Regions from separate parts of the Mus musculus genome. Here region 1 is linked to region 2. The links are chromatin contacts, called in public Hi-C maps. All regions are on one chromosome and are shown on one strand. The core of a region is the stretch at or near the end of the contact, and the rest is flanking DNA. Distances in the headings are between cores, read along the strand shown.

What was found. Hi-C and Micro-C count contacts between places; a contact is called where the count stands out from the background.
Region 1: a contact with region 2 is called in a Hi-C map of cerebellum, with 3 times the contacts expected there. The contact joins two enhancer-like sites. A contact is called at or near these places in 2 of 15 datasets of contacts at CTCF or cohesin (large pre-B cells and pro-B cells) and 4 of 484 Hi-C or Micro-C datasets (cerebellar granule neurons, cerebellum and cortical neurons).

Annotation. Positions count from the first base shown.
Region 1 is chr2:95,129,275-95,134,813 of GRCm38.p6, reverse strand. No RefSeq gene overlaps it. Among named protein-coding and RNA genes, the nearest start is that of Gm13794, 260 kb to the left of the region's middle. Within about 2 kb of position 3,448, at least 2 of the 459 cell types and tissues checked have an H3K27ac peak or open chromatin away from gene starts, as enhancers often do. A contact at or near this core is called in cerebellum, where this site is marked.
Region 2 is chr2:94,475,593-94,480,876 of GRCm38.p6, reverse strand. No RefSeq gene overlaps it. Among named protein-coding and RNA genes, the nearest start is that of Api5, 40 kb to the right of the region's middle. Within about 2 kb of position 2,411, at least 6 of the 459 cell types and tissues checked have an H3K27ac peak or open chromatin away from gene starts, as enhancers often do. A contact at or near this core is called in cerebellum, where this site is marked.

The DNA of each region.
Region 1 (5,539 bases), core at 2,199-4,698, 650 kb before region 2:
ACATATAGATACACACACACAGTACCAATGCAAATGTTACAATCAAAAGAGTAAAAATAAAATGTATAATGCTGCTACCCCAAAATGACATACTGTTACATAGTAAAATTTTTACAAGTGGAAGTTTTCTCTAAGGCAACTATAAAAATACAGTGAAGTAAATACATAAACCAGTAAGCTACCATTATCTTCATCAGGTGTAATGCACTATACGCTGTTATACTCTTTTTATAGCTGGCATCACATTAAGCTTGGTTTCATCAGTGGCACCAATATAAGTAATATAAGTAATGCTGACACTTCAGTGTGACAGCAGCTATGTCCCTGGTGACAAGAACATTCTGGCTTCATTGTCATCTTATGAAATTGCTGTTATAGATGCGGCCTGTCAGACAAAATGCTGTGTAATGCATGGTTGTGTGTACACATGTTGCCGATTCAGTGAGCAAGTCATTTTTCTCTCCTTTAGTTACAAACTAATTACTGATAAAACGGGGAAACTTCACAGATACCCTTATAATATTGGTGACAAGTGACAAATTAATTTGTTTCCTTTAGCATCTGCCCACTGAAAAGGAACTACAGACATTCCTCACTTCATAAAGGGGCTGCATCCTGAAAGGCTCATTTTAAACTGAGTAGGTCACATATAAAATATATATGCAAAACACCTAGGATCCAGAACTTTAGTCCTCAGTGATCATCTTGAGTGTGCTTATCAAAACAAAAGTGTTCAGATATGTCTTTCCACAATGTCAGAAGGTATTGAATAAGAGATTCACAGGGTTTTGTGGCAGAACTCTGTCAGACACTTCCACTTTTCTTAATAATTTTGCCAAAGAAAATACAGGTTTGTATATTCAAATCAAATTACTAATATTAACTGTGAGATCACATATCATGCAGGAAAGTTAGGTTGTAGGGATGTATAAGTTAGAGCGCAAAACATTTCAGGGGCTTGTGAAGCAGGAGAACTAATAAAGATGTGAATAGATGCTCTTTGGGGTTAAGAAGAAGCAGTCCGGGAGGGAGGTTCTGGAGATATACACTTCTGCTACTATTGTAGAGTTAGAAGACAGGGTCAGAGTTGAGCTACAGATGCAAGGTAAAAGGAATGGATATCCTTGGAGGGTAGATGGATAAAAGGTTCAGAGAGACAAACAGAAGGTCTAGCAAAACAGGAAATTGGATATTACAGTGGTCACATCAACAGCAGAAACCTAGTGCGACAGAAGCCTTTGGTACACCAAGGAGTGTTTTTTCTATCAGGCCCTTGCCTACTTACACAGTGTCTGGATGACAGATTGATGGGGTCTTCTGCATCAAGGGACTAGGTATCCATTTTGGTCTTAGGGTGACTAATGTTGGTTGTCCATGACTGCTTCTGGAATCATCCAAGACACAAACTGCTGAACACACCTGTACAGGATTTTCTTGATCAGGTTATTTAGAGAAGGAATACCCACCTCCAATATGGGCAACGCCTTCTAGTAGCAATCTCAAAAGACATGGAAGATCCCTTTATTCATTTACACGTTAGACATATAAGCTTATGTTAAATGAAAACTGATTTATCCAAAGTACAGAAAAAGAAAGAACAATCATTTACCAAAATAAACCTTTCTAGATTTTCTTTATTATTGTTCAAGTTGCTATTCTTTAGCAAAAAAACAAAGTTTCTATAGCTTTCCTGTCAATTCTTTTGCTTCACATAGATCTATAGGTTTGACGCTCCACACCCAGGTCCCATGAGCCAATAGAAAGCAAAGTTTAAGGGTCCTATCGTGCTACTAATTTAAAGATTTCGTGGATTAATTTCTGCATTTTTCTGCACTTATGCTACATTTGTTTCCTCAATATTCTGCTTTTGTGGTTTTTTTAAATGACAAGTTTGTCACAGACAATGTTATTTTCTTACAGGTATTCATAGGACAAAGAATTATTTAAGAAATATTTTTACTCTGGTTTTCAAAAGACTTTAAAGAAGATTCTTATATCTGCTTTAAAATAAATAATTATGATAACAAATAATAAATGAATGAATAAATAAATAAGAAAATAAATAAACAATGAATAGATTAATTAATTAATCAATCAATTAATTATTAGATCGAAGACGTGGAAGACAGAGACTTGTTTTTTCCTGCCTGCCCTCACTATCCCTGGGGTATCCATCTATGCTGCTGCTGCAGTGTTCTTTTGCTGATATTAGGACAAACTTGTTTAGAATTCTAATACAAACTGAAGACCATCAGCTCCTCAGGTATCCTCTAGGTATTCAGTGCCAGGTTGAGATATTGAGCCTTGTGTTCTGAACAATAGACTTTTAGCCTCTTTGGTATGAAACAGACATAGCCACACTACCAAGGCCATCCTGAAAGCCAGTGTAGTCCATTTTTTAATATATGTATATTCATTCTAGCAGTTCTGTCCTTTAGAGAACACTGACTAATGCAACTTAGTCATTAGACATGTCAATGGGCCCACGTGAGAGAATTTTACCCTTTCTTAGTCTGGTGTGTTAAATGAGTTTTTGGGCTTAGTTACCCTGGATGGGTTTTCATATGTCCATATGCTCCTACAATCCAAATCCAGTCCCACCAGCTTATAAAGTGGCTTCCTACTACTAGGAATATGCCTTAGATCAGGCTGTGCTTCATGTTTGGTGCTAGACAGATGTTTTCATTGATATGTCCATCAAAATATAGTTATCCTCCATCTTCAAAATGTAAGCAAAAGCTGCTTGTAAAATGGAACCGCTCAGAGCAAGGCACAGCCTAAAAACACACTGATTTACACAATATGGAATAACAGAAAAATAGCACAGCCTCATGTCCACAGTGACCTTGCCTCACTAAAAAATCAGTTGTCCACACTTTCTGTCAAAGTGTATATATGCGTGGGACTGTATCTCTCTTACTACTCTGTTCAGCATTAAAGGTGAGCATTGGCTTACACTTCTAGCCAAGAGTCAAATAAAATTCAAATTGTGGTTTCTACTGAATATATAACATGCACCATATTAAAGTGCAAATAAAAGAAATCATAAGTCAATCCACAAGACAGACTGAAATTCAGGAGATTTGGTGCATGATGGTGAATAAAGGGGGATAAGAAAGGTAGAGCATATAGTTAAATAAGAAGGAGACTGGGTGAGTTTAAAATGTAACGTCATAAGTCTCCTAGACTCCTGCTAAGATTACAAGACAAAAGGCTACCACAGTTCTGAACAGAGAAGGATTGGTATCTGGGGAACACAGTGTTTTGTCTTCTCTGATTTATTTTTTGGCAACTCCGGGGACCTAAGAACCAAGTACATTTCTGTTGTTGACTTCAAGGGCTCAGGTGAAATATCCATTAATATTCATAGAAGGCCAGATGGACTGGCCAATGCCTGGAGCACATGGGTTAGTTTCAGAAGGACCATCTGGGACTTGTTCTTATGCCATAGTGAAAAGAGCCAATGAGAGCCCAGAACAAAACACAGTCAATTAGCAAGTGCTGCTGGGGGCCTGCTAGATCTGCCAGACTTTATTGCTCAAGAACAATGCTTGTTTGGAGGAAGAGAAAACTTACTGGATACTCCGTTTCTTCCTCTTTTAAAAATTTATTTTCAAGAGTCAACTAGACACATCTTAAAAATTAAGAAAATAGGGTACACATTTCTAATTTTCCAGTAAAATAAATGTCTATAATATTCTGCAGCTTCAGCTGGGATATTTTTTGAGGGGTTGGTGGCAAATCTTACTCTGTCCCTCAAAGTCATGGCTGTCATTCTGTCTCAACCTCATGAATTCTAACACTATTGCCACCACACCAGTCTCACTATTTGAGATACTGTTTCCATGTTGGAGCAGGAGGATAGCTTGGTCTAGAAAAGTTAGTGTGTGTCCTTACAATTTGTTCTGATAGATGTGACATACTTTACTGAAGAACCTTTGGCATAGAAAAATTAATATCCCCATTACCATGGCAATGAGATAGTTTTGGTGTCATGCATAATGTTATGCAATTCTTTTTAAAATTTATTTGATTTACTTACTTTTAATTTATTTATTCACTTTTCTTTCATGTCTATAAGAGGTTTGCCTACACGTGTGTATGTGAACAATAAGTATACTTGACCCATGAGGCCAGAAGAAAGACTCAGAAACCCTGGAGCTGGAGTTACAGAATGTTGGGAACCAACATACAGGGTACTTAGTCACTTTGAGGTGCAGGTTTTTCATGTTAAAGATGAATCAAGAAAAAAGTGGTTATGAAAGAAAGCACAATTGACTTAGTCTTTTGACCCATTTACTGTGTTGTCCTGTGTCTACTGGGTGTACCAGTTATGTGTCAATTGTCCATGCCATAGCAGGGGAATGACAATGAAAAGTCAACCTGCAATATGAAGCGAAATAGCAAACTTTTATGCTTTAAACAAAAAGTACAGAAATTTGAGAAAACTAAAAATGTTACTTTAAAAAGCCCTATAATCATAATAACAAATTTACAGACAATTTTTATAGTACTTTGATATATTTACTTGCTATGACTTATTTTAAAAGTAATCGTTTAGGTAAACCATTAGAGCTAAAAAAAAATTATACAGATTAACAGGCTAATAAACACTGAAAGTCATAGAATTACTGAAGAGTGAAAGAAATGATGTTTTAATCAAGGAAAAGGTGTGTGTGTGTGTGTGTGTGTGTGCGCGCGCGCGCACGTGTTCCATAGGTGAAGCTTAAGTGACTTTCTTTTGTTCCCTACCTTATTTATTTTTAAGACAGAATTGTTTTAATTCAGTGATCAGACTCCCATTTCCTCAGGTCCCAGAGTTTATTCTTTGTAGCATGAGCATGGACAAGAAGAGTAGCTAGCTAGAGAGCTGTACGGTGGCTCAACAGTAAAGACACTTGCTGCTCTGCACACATCTGACTATGTGAGTTCAATCCACCACAGTGCTAAGAGAGGAGCGACAACACAAAGCTGTCGGAGCATGCCCTGGCACATACATGCCCTGTCACATGCAACCCACATACATACACATAACAGTAATAAATAAAACAAAAAGAAGAACTAACAGTAGCTGAATAGTCAGTGCTGGCTGAGGTTACCTGGGCTCCTCTGTGATATACTTGAGTCACTTCATCTCTCAGGATCAGGAAACTCAGGTAATAAATAGATCTATGTGAGCTCCCAGTTCTCTGTAAGGACTAACAATTTAAGGACTAGGCAATTTTTCATTACAGTAGTAGTGACTTGACAGTTAAATTTATATTAACAATCACATGATTGATCTATTTGGTTGAAATTCACAAAATACCTTAAACCCATGAATTAATTCTACCAGTTGCCACACACTGACTATTGAGGCTATTATTGCCACAACAATCTCAGAAGGCCTTTATTACCAGATTAGAGATGAGCAGGTGAGATCTTGTTTTCAGATTCAAAGGGAGTTAGCCTTCACCTGAAGTTAACAATCTGATAAGGGATAGAGAAAACATTCAGATCTTACAGACCTCCAAAGCTCAGCCATTCACAGCATTTGTTT
Region 2 (5,284 bases), core at 1,162-3,661:
TAAATAAGGAAAATGTCATTTAAATCTCAAGCCTTCTTAGCTGCTTTTATGAAAGAGGAGATGATGAGCTAACTGTCTCTAAAGTAAAGCCTCTAGGGACCAGCAGAGTCCCAGGCTTGCTCTTCAGTTCCTGATTCATCATTGAGCAGCCCCTCCAGTCTCTTCTAGCGCAGACTTTGCCCATTTATAAAATAAAGGAGCAGATGACAAGACTTCAGAGACCCTTTCAAAACCAGAAGAGTCTAGATTTAAGTTTCACTTTCTCAAAGTCAATTGCTTCTGAGCTATCAAGATTTGTCGATATTTGTCTGGCGTCGAGTATTGTTTTCTAAACTCCTCCTTCCTAGTCTCCTTTATTTTGGACTGGAAGCTGACAGACACTGGGCTGGCATCTGAACCTCTCCCATCCTTTCTTCAATTAAATCCAGCACTTCCTGGAAAGTAGCCTAGGCAGCAGAGAAAGGATTAACAAGCCTTGCTTAACGCCATGATAAGACTTAATGGAGGAACAGCATGCTCGGATGGCTTCTCTAGAGAGAAAGGAGTTTAACAGGAAAAAGAGATTCACCTGGCTGGCTAAAGACACCTATGCCTATGAGAAGAGGGTGCAGAGACTAGCCTGGGGTTGTACTCACTGATGAGAGTCGTCAGTAAGGGCACTTGGAATGTGCTCGTACCAATCTGTAGGGAGCAGATGTCACCTGGAGCTCAGAGCCCGGGATTTGAGCCAAGGTTGAAGAAGGAGTCAGGAAAAACCGTAGTGACAAATCAGTCGAGCCAGCGGCCGTGTCAGCGCTAAGATGGCATGCTTGCTTCCCGACTTCGCAGCCAGCTTTGCTGTGAGAAGACTTGGAAGGAAGGAGAAAGGAAAATGGCACGTGCCAAGCAAGCAGACAGCGGTGGCCTGCCACAGAAGAAAAGCGCGTTTAATCACAGCCCCCATACTTTCTCTTACTGACTAACGGCAGAGGGAAGCGCCTAATGAAGTTACTGCTCTGCTGACTGAATTTGTGATTTTTGGCTTGTAAACATCCACTGTTGAGCGCTCACTTGTTTACTGAAGCTGCCTGGTAGAGGCGGATTCCACAGTTAGCTCATTCATCCATCGAATCTAGCTGAACACTGAAAGTCAACTAACCAAGGCGAACGGGCTTTGGTTGTATGAACACCCCAGGCCAGAGGGTATTAATAAATCTAAAGAAGAACAAATGTCGGCGATAGTGAAGAAGACAGAACTATCTACAGCAGAAAAGAAGGCAGGAAAAGACAGATAAAACCACTCGGGTCCTAACCCACAGCCCCTACTGCCATATCTTGAATGTCACACCTCATTCTTGCCCTTCTGACCTTCAGGGCTACTCTCAGCACAAATCACAGACTTTAAATCTACCCTTAGCAGGTTCACCCAATGGTGCATCACTTGCAGTCACAGGACCCCAGAGTGCCGCAGAGGTCAAAGAGAACAGATGAGAATCGAGTCTACTTTGTAGGTGGGAATTGAATCTGCTTCATTCCAAGGGCTGGAACTCTGAGAAGACAATGGATTAACAGCCTGAAAATCTCATCTGCCTCTGACAGATTCTACAGGAAATAGGATTAGAGAGGGCCAACAGCAGAGCGCTCACCCCTGTGCTCTGGTGGTCAGCCATCATCTTGAGACTTGGGGTGTCTGTGCCTCTCTGGTTCTCAGCACTGTGCTTTCCCTTGGCTCTATAGATGTCTGGACCTGGGCACATCATGAAACACTGAGCCAAGTTTGTTTCTGATGGTTCTCAACCTTCAGGGGCCCCTAGACTGGGATAAGGTTAATGCAGAACAGACCCGAACAGTATGTCCTGCACTCCTACAACCTAAGTGTGAACGGGTGTCTTTATTAGATGAGCCGGCCCATCAACCAACACTGCGATCAAATATGTTAGAGAAATGTGTTGGCTTGTTTTTCCAGAAGTGTTTTTTTTTTTTAGAAGCAGGTGGCCCCATTGGAAGATAAGTTCACCTGTGTCCTCAGAGCCCATGGCTACACCCCACCTCCAGAGGCTACAGCTGCTGCCTTCTGCATGAGTCAGCTGGGATGTAGCATGCAGCAGGCAGTGAGGGAGCCGGGAGCACTTTAAGGCGTTGGGAGGGGGGAGCCAGGAGAAAGCTAACTAATAGCTTGCAAGCGTGTCTTCTAAAGAGTGTGTTAACCAAACAAGCTGCCATCCCCTAATCCCTCCCACTCCTGCCTGAATGTACACTAATTGAAAATTAAGTTTTCAATTTGAAACCATTTTCTAATTCTGTCTCATTCAGGAGCAGTTAGAGCCCCGGTGTTCTCCTGAATTCCCAACGTGCTTTTCCTGCACTCCCTCAGGAAGGCAACAAAAGCGGCTTGTCAACACATAACCGAGAGCAGCAGGTGGAGAGCAGGAGTCATGGGTGGGAGCCAAAGACAGGAGGCCTGACCCTCCCTCCTAGGACTCCTGCTGACCTGGGCTGGACAGGAAATGTGCTTCTCTGGCCTCCATCTACCCAGTTTGCCAGAGTTGCAGGACAGTAAATGGAACTCTGTCATCATCCTTTGTCTAGTAGGTTAAGAAAGCCCAAGGCAATAAGAGAATTTCCTTGTGGGCAGGTTAATCCTGGAGCCCTGTTCTCTAAGGCTCACTAGCCCTGGTGACTGACCTATTTAAAAGCAAAAGGACAGCAGCTTAATGGGGGCTGGGGACTAAGTTCCTTTGGACTCAGATACTTAAAAAATGAAAACAAAATAAGTTCATTAGTTACTTTTCTCGTTGCTATGACCAAATCCCTGACCAAGGGCAACCTAATGGAGGAAAAATTTGCTTTGGCTTATAGTTTAAGAAAGCCCACCATCCTTCATGGCAGGAAGGCACAGTAACGGGAGCAGGAGGGAGCTGGTGATGTTGCAAGAAGCAGAGAGCAGTCAGGAAATGGGGCTAAGCTGGTGTCTTAATTGGGTTTTATTTCTGTGAAGTGACACCATGATCATGACAACTCTTATAAAGGAAAACAGATACCTGGGTCTGGCTTACAGTTTCAGGGGTTTAGTCCACACAGTCATGGCGGGAAGCATGACAGCAGCAGGCAGAGAACTGGCCTAAGCTTCTGAGACATCACAGCCCACTTCCTCCAACAAAGCCACACCTACTTTAACAAGACCACACCCCCTAAGGGTGCCACTCCCTGTGGACCAAGCATTCAAACACATGAGTCTATGGGGGTCATTCCTATTCAAGCCACCACATTCCACTCTCTGGCTCCTGTAGGCTTGTAGCCATAATAATGCAAGATGCATTTAGTCCAACTGCAAAAGACCCCCATAGTCTATCACGGTCTCAAACTTGTTTAAAAGTACGATAATCAAAGTCTCTTCTGAGATTTATGCAATCTCTTATCTGCAGTCCATTCTAAAATCACATTTTAAAAAGCAGACCACATAGTTCCAGCATATAATAGCACAGGGTACGCATTACTCTTCTATAAAGCGGGGAAGGAAGCACAGGAAAGAAATGCTGGACCAATGCAAGACCAAAACCCAGCTGGGCAAACTTCAAACTCTGCATGTCTGATGTCAAAGCACTCCAGATCCCCAGCTCCCTTCAGCTTTATTGACTACAACACACTGCTCTCTCTCTCTCTCTCTCTCTCTCTCTCTCTCTCTCTCTCTCTCTCTCTCTCTCTCTCTCCAGCACCATGTCTGCCTGGACGCCATCATGCTTCCCACCGTGATGATGATGGACTGAACCTCAGAATCTGTAAGCCAGCTCCAACAAATGTGTCCTTTCTAAGAGTTGCATTGGCCATGGTGTCTCTTCACAGCATCTCTTCACAGCAATGGAAGCTTCAACTAAAACACCAGGCTTTATCTTCATTGCTTCACACATTGGCATCTCTAGGCCTCCAAGCAAGAACACCCCTTCCACATGCCTGACCTCAACAGTTTTTCTTAGTCATGGAAGGAGAGTCCATAACCACTTTATTCTATCCTTGACTCTAAAGCCAGAACCACATGGCTGAAGCTGCCAAGTTCTGATGCTTCCTGAGGCTGGAACATGACCCCCTTTTTCAATTACATCTTTACCGGCTTTCTGTTTTCTTCATTAACTAAGCTTGGCTGGCCTGGAATTTGCTCTGTAGACCAGGATGGCCTTGAATTTAGAGACCCTCCTGCCTCTGCCTCCTAAGTTCTGAGATTAAATGCATGTGCACTAAAACACAGCCCTAGGCTTTTCATTAATTCTTTTTCACATGTTGGAAGCTTAGCTGAGTAGGATCTTGCCTTGTGATCACCAATCCTTTTATTCCATTTAACATCAGGATTTTTAAAACCTATTTATCTCCTTAAACACAGGATTTAGCTCCATTTTATTTACTTTTCCCCTCAAGCTGCACATTTGGTATCTTTCCTTGCCCAGTTCACTCTCCTTCATTTTAGAACTGTATAGGAGTGAACACCAGTAACCACACGACAGAGTCAATACCAGGCTGCTTTGAGACTTCCCCTGCCAAACCAATTAATCCCAAACTCTTTAATGTATCCTCAGGAAGACTTTCTGAATAAAGGCAGAAAGCAGACATATTCTTTACCAAAACATCACAAAAACAGTCTCTAGCCTACATACTAACACCTGTCTCCTCCGAACCTCTTGAGTCAGGTCCCCACAATTCAAGTCACCCTCAGCACCACTGTCTTCCATGCCCCTACTAAGATGGTGCATTAAGCCCCACTTAAAACATTCAACTGCTTTTCTAATACAAAGTTCCAAAGTCCATATTCCAAACAGAAGTATGATCAGGCAAGCCTATCCAGTAATACCCCACCCCTGGTATCAACTTCTGTCTTAGCGTTTTATGTGAAGAGACAGCATGACCATGAAAACTCTTATAAAGAAAAACATCTAATTGGGGTTGACTTGGAGTTTCTGAGGTTTGGTCCATTAGCATCATGGTGGGGAGCATAGCAGCATGCAGGCAGACATGGTCCTGGAGAAGGAGCTAGGAGTTCAACATCTGGATCTGAAGGCAGCAGACAGCAAACTGACTTGAACTTCTAAAACCTAACATTCTATCCCCTAGTGACACAATTCCTCCAGCAAAGCCACACCTACTTCAATAAGGCCATATGTCCTAACAGTGCCACTTCCTATGGACCAAGCATTCAAGCATATGAATCTATTGGGGCCATTGATATTCAAACTGCCACAGCATAGCTGTAGACTTCAAGGTCCACCCCAGTTACTCCCATAAAGCTCCATTTACTAAAGATTTTACTAACTACCAG